Linked DNA regions of Ovis aries: region 2 is linked to region 1. The links are chromatin contacts, called in public Hi-C maps. All regions are on one chromosome and are shown on one strand. The core of a region is the stretch at or near the end of the contact, and the rest is flanking DNA. Distances in the headings are between cores, read along the strand shown. Region 1 has its middle 29 kb from the start of C6. Region 2 holds the start of C7 (complement C7).

Region 1 (6,274 bases), core at 2,053-4,552:
TATTACCTTCTTTCTTTTTTTAAGCTTTTAAGATGCAATTTCTCACCTGTGATAGTGACCCAGAATCCAGTTCTTTATAACTGAGCTAAAATTCATGAATATCTTGATTAATCTTGTTGTTTGTGTTTAGACATTGTTCTTCTATCCAGCGAGTCTCTATCTTTAAAACTGTTTAATGTAAATAGACCTCTGTGAGCTTTCAGAAATACTTTTGTAAATCCTTTATCGTGAGGTTGGGTTAGTGTGTGCACATGTGCTTAATCACTCAGTGGTATCTGACTCTTTGCGACCCTGTGGACTGTAGCCTGCCAGGCTCCTCTGTCCATGGGGATTCTCCAGGCAAGAATACTGGAGCGGGTTGCCATGCCCTCCTCCAGAGGATCTTCCTAACCCAGGGATTGAGCTCAGAGATCTCCCGCATTGCAGGTGTATTCTTTACCATCTGAGCCACAAGGGAAGCCCATGAGGTCGGGTTTAGGTGTGTATTTCTCAATTGTTTAAGTTATGCTAGAAAGTAAAGTAGATAGAATAATTACTTGGACAGGAAAAAAGACACAGATGTGTATAACGGACTTTTGGACTCAGAGGGAGAGGGAGAGGGTGGGATGATTTGGGAGAATGGCATTCTAACATGTATACTATCATGTAAGAATTGAATAGCCAGTCTATGTCTGACGCAGGATACAGCATGCTTGGGGCTGGTGCATGCGGATGACCCAGAGAGATGTTATGGGGAGGGAGGTGGGAGGGGGGTTCATGTTTGGGAACGCATGTAGGAATTAAAGATTTTAAAGCTAAAAAAAATAAAAAAATAAAAAAAAATTACTTGGCTTAGAACTGCGTTTTGGCTATTTTAGTACAGTTAGCTGAAACATACTTTAGTTTTGTGTTAGAAAGTTCTTTGGCATGATCTTAATCCTCACAACAAGCATCTAGGTCGGTGGTATTATTTCCAAGCTACATCATTGGATGTGAAGAGCCAACTCATTGGAAAAGATCCTGAAGCTGTGAAAGAATGAAGGCAGGAGGATAAGCTGGTGATAGAAGATGAGATGGGTGGATGGCATCACCAATTCAATGGACATAAGTTTGAGCAAACTCTGGGAGATGGTGAAAGACAGGGAAGCCTAGCGTGCTGCAGTCCATAGGTTCGCAAAGTGTCGTATGCGAATGAGCAACCAAACAACATCTTTGGAACACTTGAATGACTGGGTCCCAGGTCTAACATTTGGAAAGGCACAGATCTGCCTTCCAACCTAAAGCTTTTCTTATAATTTCAAAGAAAATTCCCCTCTTTCATTTAAATGCAACTACCTTATATTTTAGCTAATAAAAGATTTAAATAAAATGATGAAACTACTACAATGCAGGCTTGAAACTAAAAAAAAAATAAAATTGAATAAGGGACAAAATCCTTATCCATTCTATGTGGAATAAAGAAATTTATAAAATTTGACTTCATAAATCTCTTTTGGACATTTAAACTCAGTAAAGCAGTACAAAAATACTGGTTTTCAACTTTGTTTTATTCTTTTTAATGAAATACATTAGTATATGTGGGAATGCTCGGTTGCTTCAGTCATATCCGACTCTTTGCAACTGACTTTCTGTAGCCTTCCAGTCTCCTCTGTCCATGAGATTTCCCAGGCAAGAATACTGGAGTGGGTTGCCATTTCCTTCTCCAGGGAATCCTCCCTAGCCAGGGATTGAACCCATGTCTTCTGTGTCTCCTTCACTGCAGGTGGATTCTTTACTGCTGAGCACTGGGAAAGCCCTAATACATTAGTAAGAAATTTCAATCAAGATTTGGATGATACCACAAATATGTTATGGAGTGATCAGGGGAATTAAAGCAATTTAAATTTTTGCTTTTGAGGACTATCTCTCTGGTGTTTTTCTTCTTTCTTTCTTTTTCAAAATCATATCAAGTTTTATAATTCAGTGGAAACATAGTGCTTTATAGAAAACAAAATGCTAATGTTTATGTAAAAATGTTTTCCGGTGTGAAGTATTCAATTAGATTAAAACGTTTTTGTGCTGACAGTATTTTCTTTGTTATTTTTAATTATTGTATCTGCTGAAGAAAAAGAGGAGATTAAATGATGAAAAGAGGAAAACTTGTGTAAAAATAGGTGACATTAAGTTTTTACAAAAACATACGCAGAGTAATGGGAGGGTAGCTAGAGGTTAAAATGAGAGTGATTGCTTTATTTTGTTTTGGTTTTAAACTGGGAGAAATGAGAGTATGTATATGTGTTGATAGGAGCCATCCAACAGAAAGAGAATTTAATAATTAGCAAAAAAGAAGGTAGATATATCAAAGGAATCTTCCTGATTAAGCAAGAGCAGGTGAAATCTGACGTTACATGGGAGAATAAACTGTTAAGACCATCAAGAGCAGTGAGGGCTGAGTATGGGCACACAGATGCAGACAGGTGGGTTGAGGAGATGGTAGCTATTTGTGGACATTCAATGCTGATGACTTCTATTAAGATTTTCTTAGTGGTAACTCTTCCTTACAATTAAAGTTTCCTCTTAGATACTTTATTTATATGAAAGCATATTTGTATGTTAGTTGCTCAGTCATGTCTGACTCTAGGCCACCCCATGGATTGTAGCCTGCCAGGCTTCTCTGTCCATGGAATTCTCCAGGCAAAAATACTGGAGTGGGTAGCCATTCTCTTCTCCAACATGGAAGTATAAAACTCATTAAAAGTTGGTGAAGTATTACCTGCTGTAGTATTTGTTGGGTAAAGATGAAAGCTTTCATTTGAATTCCAGAAAGCCTATCTCATTTAGACAACCAAAAGGAAAAAAAATTGAGGCTGGTCTAAGAAGGAAGGGGTATAGGAAACTCCACTGATACTACATCATGAGGTAACTGTTCCTTTACCCACTTGTCAAACCTGTACTGTTTTATCAAGGAATTGGTTGGCCTTCAGTTTCTCTAATAAAAGCTCACAGGTGCAGAAGTTCAAGAAAAAAAGGACTGGTATGGAGTATGCTAAGATTATCAATGTCACTAGAAGCATGATATCTTAGTATAAAACCAGACAAGTTTAATGCCAGACAATTTCAACTCAAGATTAAGAAACTCCAGTGTATCACATACAGATTCCCTGGAGAAGGAAATGGCAACACACTCCAGTATTCTTGGGAAATCCCATGGACAGAGGAGCTTGGCAGGCCGCAGTCCATGGGGTTGCAAAAGAGTCGGACATGACTTAGCAATTAAACAAAAACAACAGTAATGATAAACAGATCAGCTACTGCCAAACCACAACATTTCATCAGCAGAGAAGCCCTCTGATTTCAGTCACTGAAGGATGAGAAATGAGAGGGCCTTAGCTGACTGGATAATACAGTCCAGTCTGAGGACTTTATAGAACTGTCAGATTCTTAGCCCCAAATCAAATTTAACAGATTATTTATTTTTACTGCACAGCATCCCCATGACATTAACTTTTCAAATTGATAATATAACCCTCCTCTTCCCTTTCCATTAATACATTTCAATTCATAGGCACAGAGACATTTTCTTCACAATGATCTTTCCTTCAGGAACTACTCCCTCTACAGATAATCATCTGAAAGGATGAGCTCTTCACAGTAATGCAATCCCCCACGGGACCGCAAGTGAACTCCTGACCAAGATGGCGACTCACATTCTCTTTTCTGGGAATTAAGACTTGGGATTTGATATTCTCTCTTCTGGGAAATAAGACTTGGGACTGCCAATCTGTCCTTGCCTTTGGGTGACTTGTATCATATGAGTTCAGTTATGGAATGCTACCTTCCTCTTCATAGACTGAACACAGGGGAAACCAGTCAGCAGACGTGTGAGAACACATGATAGCTGAACTTAGTTGCTAAGTTGTGTCGGACTCTTTGCGACCCCATAAACTGTAGCCTGTCAGGCTACTCTGTCCGTGGGATTTTCAAGGCAAGAATACTGGAGTGGGTTGCCGTTAGAAGTGGAAATGTGCCCTGGATTCATGGCTACTGTTGATTCCATGAGAATCAGTGTTCTTGTCCCATCATATGCAATTTCCTCTGAGTAGCCATTGTTTCTGTTACTTGTAGACCAAAGGGTCCAACTTCCCTTCTTCCAAGAGTGTGAAATACTGAACGTGTATCCTTTAGGATCATCTCAAGACATCAGTTCTTTGTTAAGCATAACTTCATAAGCCCCTCAAAGCATCCCTTCTCTGGAAAAATGGTGTAGATAACCAGGGGGGCAAACATCTGTGTGATGAAACTCTAAATGGTCCCCCAATTTTCTGTAAAATTTGAAGTAATCCAGTCTTTCTATGGGTTTCCCTGATAGCTCAGTTCATAAAGAATCTGCCTGTAATGCAGGAGACCCTGATTCTGTTCCTGGGTCGGGAAGACCTGCTGGAGAAGAGATAGGCTACCCACTCCAGTATTCTTGGGCTTCCCTGGTGGCTCAGCTGGGAAAGAATCCACCTGCAATGCAGAAGACCTGGGTTTGATCCTTGGGTTGGGAAGATCCCCTGGAGAAGGGAAAGGCTACCCACTCAAGTATTCTGGCCTGGAGAATTCCATGGGACTGTATAATCCATGGAGTTGCAAAGGGTCAGGCATGACTGAGCGACTTTCTTTCATTCTTTCTATACTGTCTACTCTGTTGTAAAAGTATTCTAGGACACTAAGATGCTGTCACCGAGAATGCAAAGTAGCAGAAATTACATAAGCCCATCACAGGTTTCCTCATTGTTTACTCCCTGCATAACTTTCTTTCTAGATTTCAGCTCTTAGTCAAAAATTCTTAAAAATTTAACATTATTAAATTGAATAAAGTCTATTCCAACACTATGTTATGATTGTCTTAGTAAGGGAACTTCTTAACCTTCATACTGAGCTAAAATATTCAGTGATAATCTCTGATTCATCAGACAATGATCAAAATAATTTTAAAGATGCAGTGAATGGAGTAATCAAGGTTGTCTGCTCTTGGTAGAGATATAATGAGGCTAGAGACACAATCTATAAGTTACATCTTCACTAAACTTAAGAATTGAAGCTAATAAGAAAGAGTGAAATAAAGTCATTTGCAGCAACAGGAACAGATTCGAGATTATCATAATAAGTCAAGTAAGTCAGACAGAGAAAGACAAACATGCTATCACTTAAATGTGGAATCCAAAAAAATAATATAAATGAACTTATTTACAAAACAGACTCATAGACAGAAAAAAAACTTATGGGGAAAGGAGAGGAGGAATAAGTTGGGAGTTGGGGATTAAAATATACACACTGCTATATATAAAATAGATAACTAACAAGGACCTACTATATAGCTCTGGGAACTGTACTAGTTATCTTAACCTATAATGGAAAAGAATCTAAAAAAGAATGAATATATACCTGAATCATTTCACTATACACCTGAAAGTAATAGAACATTGCAAATCAACTATATTTCAATAAAAAAATTTAAAATAAAGCAATTAAGGCTATAAATTTATGTACTTTTTCAAAAACTCTATTTTACTGGTTGAGAGAAAGGCAGAAGTCATACAGCTATTCTTTCTATTTTATGTATTATATACAGAGACTTATTTGCATACACCAAGCATCCCTAGAAGCATTTGTCAAATAAAGCCAACTGTGTGAAATTTCCCCATCCTGCAGCTGTTAAGGGTGATGGTGAAGGTCTATGCTTAGATAATAAAAATGTTACAAAATTCTTACACACATTAACTTTGGGCATAGTTGTCAAATATATTTTTTCATTGCTGCATACAATGGATTTTCACAAATCTAAAACATCGTCCAGAAGCACATCAATTTAATTACAGCTTTGGAGAAACAGCAACAATATCCTTTTAAAACACACACTTTCCATTGTTGTTGTTAAAGATAATAACACAGATTATTTGCACAATTGCAATTACATTCAGTTTGGGGCCCAGAAGGAGTAACAGGGACTACGTGAAATAACTAAAAAACAGACAAACTAAATAAAACAATAGACCTTCAGATTTTGGATTCCAGGCAAGGTAGGAGCATGATAACTGAGAGAGGAAAAGTAAATGAGGTGGGCCCAGTTTACAGCCAGGATATTCTGGCCTCAAAACAGAGAGGAAAATTCTGAAAACTGGCAGTCTCCCAGAGCTCAGGAAGCAGAGTTGGGAATTCAGAGATGTCATGCCAGCAGAGTTCACCAGGCCCAATCTACTGCACCTGGAGCATGACAGCAAAAACATGGGTTCTGGAGGTGATTCAGAGTACTGGTTCAGGCTGCTCTGGG
Region 2 (6,274 bases), core at 1,475-3,974, 330 kb after region 1:
CTGCCAAAGCAGGGGACACGAATTCGATCCCTGCTCTGGGAAGATCCCCCATGCTAACGGGCAGTTAAGCCAGTGCACCACAACTAGAGAAAGCCCTCACGCAGCAACGAAGACCCAGCACAGCCATAAATAAATAAATAAATAAAATTAAAAAGATATGGTATCTTGGCAGTGTGTAATGTAGCTAAGCTGGGGCCACATTTCACAGAATTCTCTTCTCTTCTTCTTTATGACTAAATGAGCATTAGCTCTGCCTCCTTCCTCTAACATTTTCCAGCTAACCACTGTTTCTCTGCTTTAATTTCTCCACATCTGGCCTTTTACATTTGTCTGTTGAACCATGAACCCATCTAGGGTAAAAATAAAACACTAATTTCTGTAGCATGCACTGGGTTCCAAATGTCCAAATTCCAGAGGAAAAAACCATGGAAAAATCCAATCTAATTTCTTAGCATACCCTAATTAGTATCTTGATCAGTAAATTTAGAACATAGGGCACCATACAGATGAAGAAGGAGGTAGATTTTAAAATAAATCTTCTTACATCTTTATTAGAAATGAACATCAATTTGTAACACTAGCAATAAAGAAATGCACAATGACATAATAATATGATTGAGTACTGAGTAGCCATTCGAAGCATGTTATAGCTTGATCAATGACAGGAGAACATGCTTATGATACAATGAGTAAAAAGATTCACGTATAGATTGATAAAAATGTCATAAAATATATCTTATACATATTCATTTTAAAGTCTGAAAAGAAATAGATTAAAATGTTAACAATGGCTATCTCTGAGTGGAGAAATAATAGATACTATCTTCTTTTTGAACTTAATTACCAAGATGGTAGTGCTATAATCTAGATAGGGACATTTTTAAAAGACACAAAGACCATCACAGTATAGTTGGTAGAAGATGGTGATAATGTCAGGTCAGCTTTGGGTGTGGTGAGGGAGCAGAGAGACCATCATCTGAGATATCATTGTGCTTGACCACATCCCAGCCCCATGAGAATCATGCTTCAGGTTTACAAACCCCAGGGACGAGGTTTCATCTCAGTCCAGGGACGAGAGAGTGAAGGTCTGGACCACAGTTAGATCAAAGCGAAACCCTTTTTGCTCTAAAGTCCTGAAACACTTCAGATCCAATTATATCCTATCCAAGGGATACAAAGAGTACCAGTGGAATCCTGGGACCACCTCTCTGAATTCAGTTCACATGTTATCAGGGAAAAGACAAAAGAATAGTCCTTCTTAAAGGCCAGACTTGGAAACCACAGTATATCACAAAAGCATACCCTTCAGATTAACTGTAAAAATATGAGTCTCTACTCTCAAATATAGGTGAGAACTCTGAATGCAGCTCACAAAGAAATCATTTATTTGTTGATATTTTATCAACCAACTGAAAGATAAAAGTAAATATATTACCCCAGTAGAAAAATATCATAATAATCAATGACTATGAACCCATCTTCAAATACAAAACAATTATTAAGATGTCTCATCATAAAATAATAAGGAAATTGACTGATAGTTAATACAAATATTAGGAGAAAGTATACTAGCTGCATGACTCTAGGAAAGGCATCCTATTCTAAGTTATCAAATGTTCTAAATTTTTAAATAAAAATACAAAACAGACAGAGATTAGATTATATCATAATTCTAACTTTGTACAGTTACTTGGCATTCTAGCATTATAACATTAGACAAATTAACTTTGTGATTTGTGTTTAATTTTCAATGACTTAATGAAGTGCAATTTCGCACATAAAATACTCAAGACCCATGTTTCCGTCCTCCTCCATCCCCCTGGAAAGTGAGCACGGAGTCCCTACTGTACTCAGGCAGCATAGTTACAGCAAAAGCAATCTAGCAGCTGACAGGGCTGAGAAATTACTGCTCCAGCATTAGAATGTAAAATTTTAAAAGTTTAAATACAAAACTTTGCAATGATAAAATTGCAGTAGCAGGTTCAACTTATGTTTACATCCCAGAAATATAGTTTATGATAGTTACATCTATCTTTGGTCCTACATTTTTTTTTTCTTAACATTCGGCCATTTTGCATTAGGCCACTGTGTGTTTTTGGTAACTCTTTATTGCCATTCCATTTATCTGTATCTTGTGCTGTTACAATCCTGATCCTTTCATCCAGATTCCAAATTCTAAAGTTCCAAGTTTCCAAATTCTCTCTTCTATAAAGCTGTTAGATAAGTCAAATCACAGGGATTCATTGCATGACTCCAAATCAAACAAACAAAATACATTGGAGGGAATTTTTCCCTAAGAAATAACAGTTGTGTTATTGTATTTCTTAACAGCTTTCTTGGGACTTTCATAAATACTGCTTCCAATCTCCGATTCCCAGACCTCTAAACCAATAAAATAAACTACAAGAAAAGAAAAAGAAATTCACTTCAGCTGAATTGTTAAATATATTTAATTAAGGATTTCTTAAAAGTCACCCTCAGAACTTTCTCTTTTCTATTTTCCCATGTCTTTTCTTTTTTTTTTTTAATTTATTTGTTACTTAAGTGAAACCTTACTCCCTTTAGAGTTAGCTCTGTTCACAAAAGTAATGAAGTTATTATCTTACCTTCATGTTTGGGAAAACATTCAGGGCAGCAGAGAGAAGGAAAATGTCCTCCTCCAGCGCCCAGTGAATTTTCAGCAGTGGGAAGAGGCCAGCAGTCTACTCCCCGCCTGTCTCTCCCTGCTGGGGATTCACTTGGCATTCATATATAGAGCAAGCAGTTCCGAAACTTTGCTCTGACCCCAACTGGGTTCTCTGGGGACACTGAGAACCTGCCCTGTACTTAGTCTGTGTCTTGAGACCAGATGCATCTTATCAATTTGCACAGGCCTTAGAGACAGTCAGCTGGGACTGTTTGGAAACGTAGTTCTGAGGAAACATCTGTAACTCAAGAAAAGCAGAAAATATTCTCACTTCAATGTTTAAGTGGTTTTCAACCAAAGGAGACTCTGTGTAAGGCGAGGAACAAGCATCCTTCCTGTTTCAATTTATCACACAAAGCAAATGTTTTCATGATTCTCTAAAAGGGGGTTATACAGCAGACTCTGAGATTAGACGCTGTGGAAGAAAAAACTTACATGCCATTCTGTCACTCAAAATGGAAATGGAAATTCTGGAATGGAATCGTGTGTGTGTGTGTGTGTGTGTGTGTGTGTGGCCTAACACAATATAATATACATTTCCTCATGTGAAGAATGATCCAAAAGAGCACTGTGTTTTGCAAACATATTTAAAGGCATCACTAATTGCTCCCAAGAATCCCCCTTAACGCTGTGATATCCAGAAATCCTTTGATATCCTTTGGAAAGCTCTTGTCACAGTCACCGTTTATGTCCCGTCTGTCTTCGGCTGTCTTGTCTTATTGTGCCTGATCCTCACTTTCCATGGCTTTGCACAGATTCTAGCAGTTCTCCAACATCATTTTCACAGACTTCATGAAAGGCTGCACTTTTGCAAGATTTCAGATTTTCTATTGAAGTTGAGCTACAGTTTTATTTGTATGATTTAGCCAAATATTCTGATACTTGCTGTTAGGACATTATGGGGAGGAGAGACAGAAGCATGAAGTGGGAAAGGAAATTTGAATTTAGAGTAATTTTATAGTTAAACATTCCATTAGTGACTATTTTTCAGTTTTAATATTTTTTTATATCTAAAATGTCTGAATAATAAAGAATGACCCCACACACATTCTCCCTTTATAAATTAATGGTGATCTTCCAGAGACAAAACTTTCCCATCTTTCGTTCAAGCCATTAGTGATTTGTGTGGAAACAAATTTTTGCCACAGAGAACAGGATGCTGATTCCTGAAAGATCTTTTTTTCATTCAGCTCCAAGTGCACGAATTCCAAATGTTGTGGACTCTCCTTAAGCACGCAGTGTGCATTTCCAAGTTCAGTGGCTGTCTTAGTTTGAGTTTTCCCAGAAGCGGATTCTGAGACAAGAATTCAATTGCAAGGGACTTGGGGATTTTTCTGCTTTGGGGGTTTTGTGTTTGGGGAGGTTGTTTTGCTTTATGAAGTGAAGTGATCCTAGAAAGCACTGCTGAAGGATGAGAAAGTGAGAGTGAGAAGGAAAGGCAGTCAATAGAAGATATTTCAGCATGCAAGGTGCATGTGTGTGCTAAGTTGCGTCAGTCATGTCCAACTCTGTGTGACCCTATGAACTATAGCCGCCACGTTCTTCTGTCCATGGGATGGATTCTCCAGACAAGTGTACTGGAGTGGGTTGCCATGTAGGGGATCTTCGCACCCCAGGGACTGAACCCACATCTCTTCTGTCCCCCGCATTGGCAGGTGGGTTCTTTATCACTAGTGCCACCTGGGAAGCCCAGCGTGCAAGATCCTGAGACAATTACAGCTCAGTCCCAGTGAGGAAATCTGGGAACCACTGAAGAGCACGTTTCAGTTATTCCAACGAAGGGGTTAGGCTATATATACCAACACTCTGTTCATCACTGGTTAAGGGTGGCTCCTGGACTCACTGAATCTCTGACACTTCCAGTTTGAACTAAGTGTAGGTTGAACATACATCTCTAGCCAGGGGAAAAAAAAGACTTCCAGTAGAAAGTTTCAGGTATTTTCAGGATTTTCCGGTATTTGCAGAATATCAACAGCACCTGCCAAAGTAGTTTTCCCATTCACTCGCTCACGCATTCATTCATTTATTCTAAATTCAACAAATATTTACAAAGCGTGCATAATATGATAGGCTAGGGGCTTTGACAGATGGAAGCCTTGAGTAACATCCTTCTTTATCTTCATAACGTATCCTCAGTACAGAGGATGAGTCATAAGTACAAATGCAACTGCAATAATTTAGAATTTGCATTGTTCAGCTTCCAGAGACCATATTGCAGAAATTAAATCTAAAAACTTTACAAAAACTTCCATTCACCAAGGGCTTTGCACTCACCCATTTTACAGCTTTGCTGTCATATGAACAGTGTTTTTTCTTTCTAGAATTTCAGTGGAGAGCCACTGGAACAAAAGTTTCAAGTATAGGTGGAAGCCACACTGTGGGAAATTTGATTACCAGCAAAAGTTGTGTGGGCTTTATTCAAAGGATAATGGGAACTCACCCTTTGCAAGTTTTAAGGAAAGAATCAAAGAGATGTTTTAGAATGATTTAAACACTGGTAGTGTGCAGGCTACATGGAAAGGATATGGAGGGGAAGCAGAAAATGTGATTTGGAATTTATTTCAGTAATCAGACAAGGGGCAATCGAGGCCTCTTTTGAGAAGAGGAAGACAAAGGACCAGAGGTTTCACAGGGTTTAGTGATTGAAAGTAATCTCGTGTCTGATTGACTGACAAAATTGGAAGAATTTAAGAACAAATTAATGAAGGAGGGAAATAGGAAATTGAAGAGAAAAAAAGTGGTTTTAGAAAAGGGACATTTTTTATTTTAGAGAAAATATCCAACACAGAACTGGAAATGTAGACGTCTTTGGGAAAAAAGTATCTTGGCAGAGGGCACATAACGAAAGTCATAGGAAACTCATCACAGCGAAGACTAAAACCACAAGAAATGCCCCTATTCTGGAGCAGGAAGAAGGAGAAAAGCCAAAAACGGAGGGAGAGAGGTTACAGAAGGAGAAGGAAAACCAAACAATTCATGGTCAAGCCAGCTGAGGGAGATTTCAAGGCCAGGCCAGCCAATGAAGATAAGTGCCTTATGGAGGTGAAAGAGAAGGAATATTAAGGGAAGACCACACTGCTCAGCAATTAAAACATAATGTAAACATTGCGGATAAACTGAAGGCAGAGTTTCCCCACACATTTTCCACTCTAGTGCTACAAAACACATTCAGAAAAAACAATTTTGCAGCTGAATGTTACAAGCTATGTATATTATGAGCTTCCCAGGAGGCGCTAGTGGTAAAGAAACCACCTGGCAATGCAGATTAGATGTAAGAGACGTGGGTTCCATCCCTGGGTAGGGAAGATCCCCTGGAGTAAGGAACAGCAACCCACTTCGGTATTCTTGCCTGGAGAATTCCATGCGCAGAGGAGCCTGGCAGTCTGCAGTCCATAGAGTCACACAGAGTCAGGCACGACTAAAGCAACTTGTCACTCACATGTCTATTATAGAGCATGGCTTCTCAATCTCTAAATTGCTGACCTTTGGAGCTTGATCATTCTTTGTTGGTGGAGGGAGGTGAGGGATCTGTCTTGTGCATTGGAAGACAGCAGCTAACCTGGTCTCTTCCCACTCAGTGGTCATAAC

The links. Hi-C and Micro-C count contacts between places; a contact is called where the count stands out from the background.
Region 2: a Hi-C map of tail adipose tissue shows a contact between it and region 1, with 5 times the contacts expected there. The contact joins the promoter of C7 here to the enhancer-like site in region 1. A contact is called at or near these places in 2 of 16 Hi-C or Micro-C datasets (liver and tail adipose tissue).

What each region holds. Positions count from the first base shown.
Region 1 is chr16:33,454,634-33,460,907 of ARS-UI_Ramb_v3.0, forward strand. No RefSeq gene overlaps it. Among named protein-coding and RNA genes, the nearest start is that of C6, 29 kb to the right of the region's middle. Within about 2 kb of position 3,303, at least 7 of the 54 cell types and tissues checked have an H3K27ac peak or open chromatin away from gene starts, as enhancers often do. A contact at or near this core is called in liver and tail adipose tissue, where this site is marked.
Region 2 is chr16:33,780,455-33,786,728 of ARS-UI_Ramb_v3.0, forward strand. C7 (complement C7) reads right to left here and starts at 2,725. Exons shown (of 18, transcript XM_004017017.6): 1 at 2,607-2,725. The coding sequence starts at 2,612.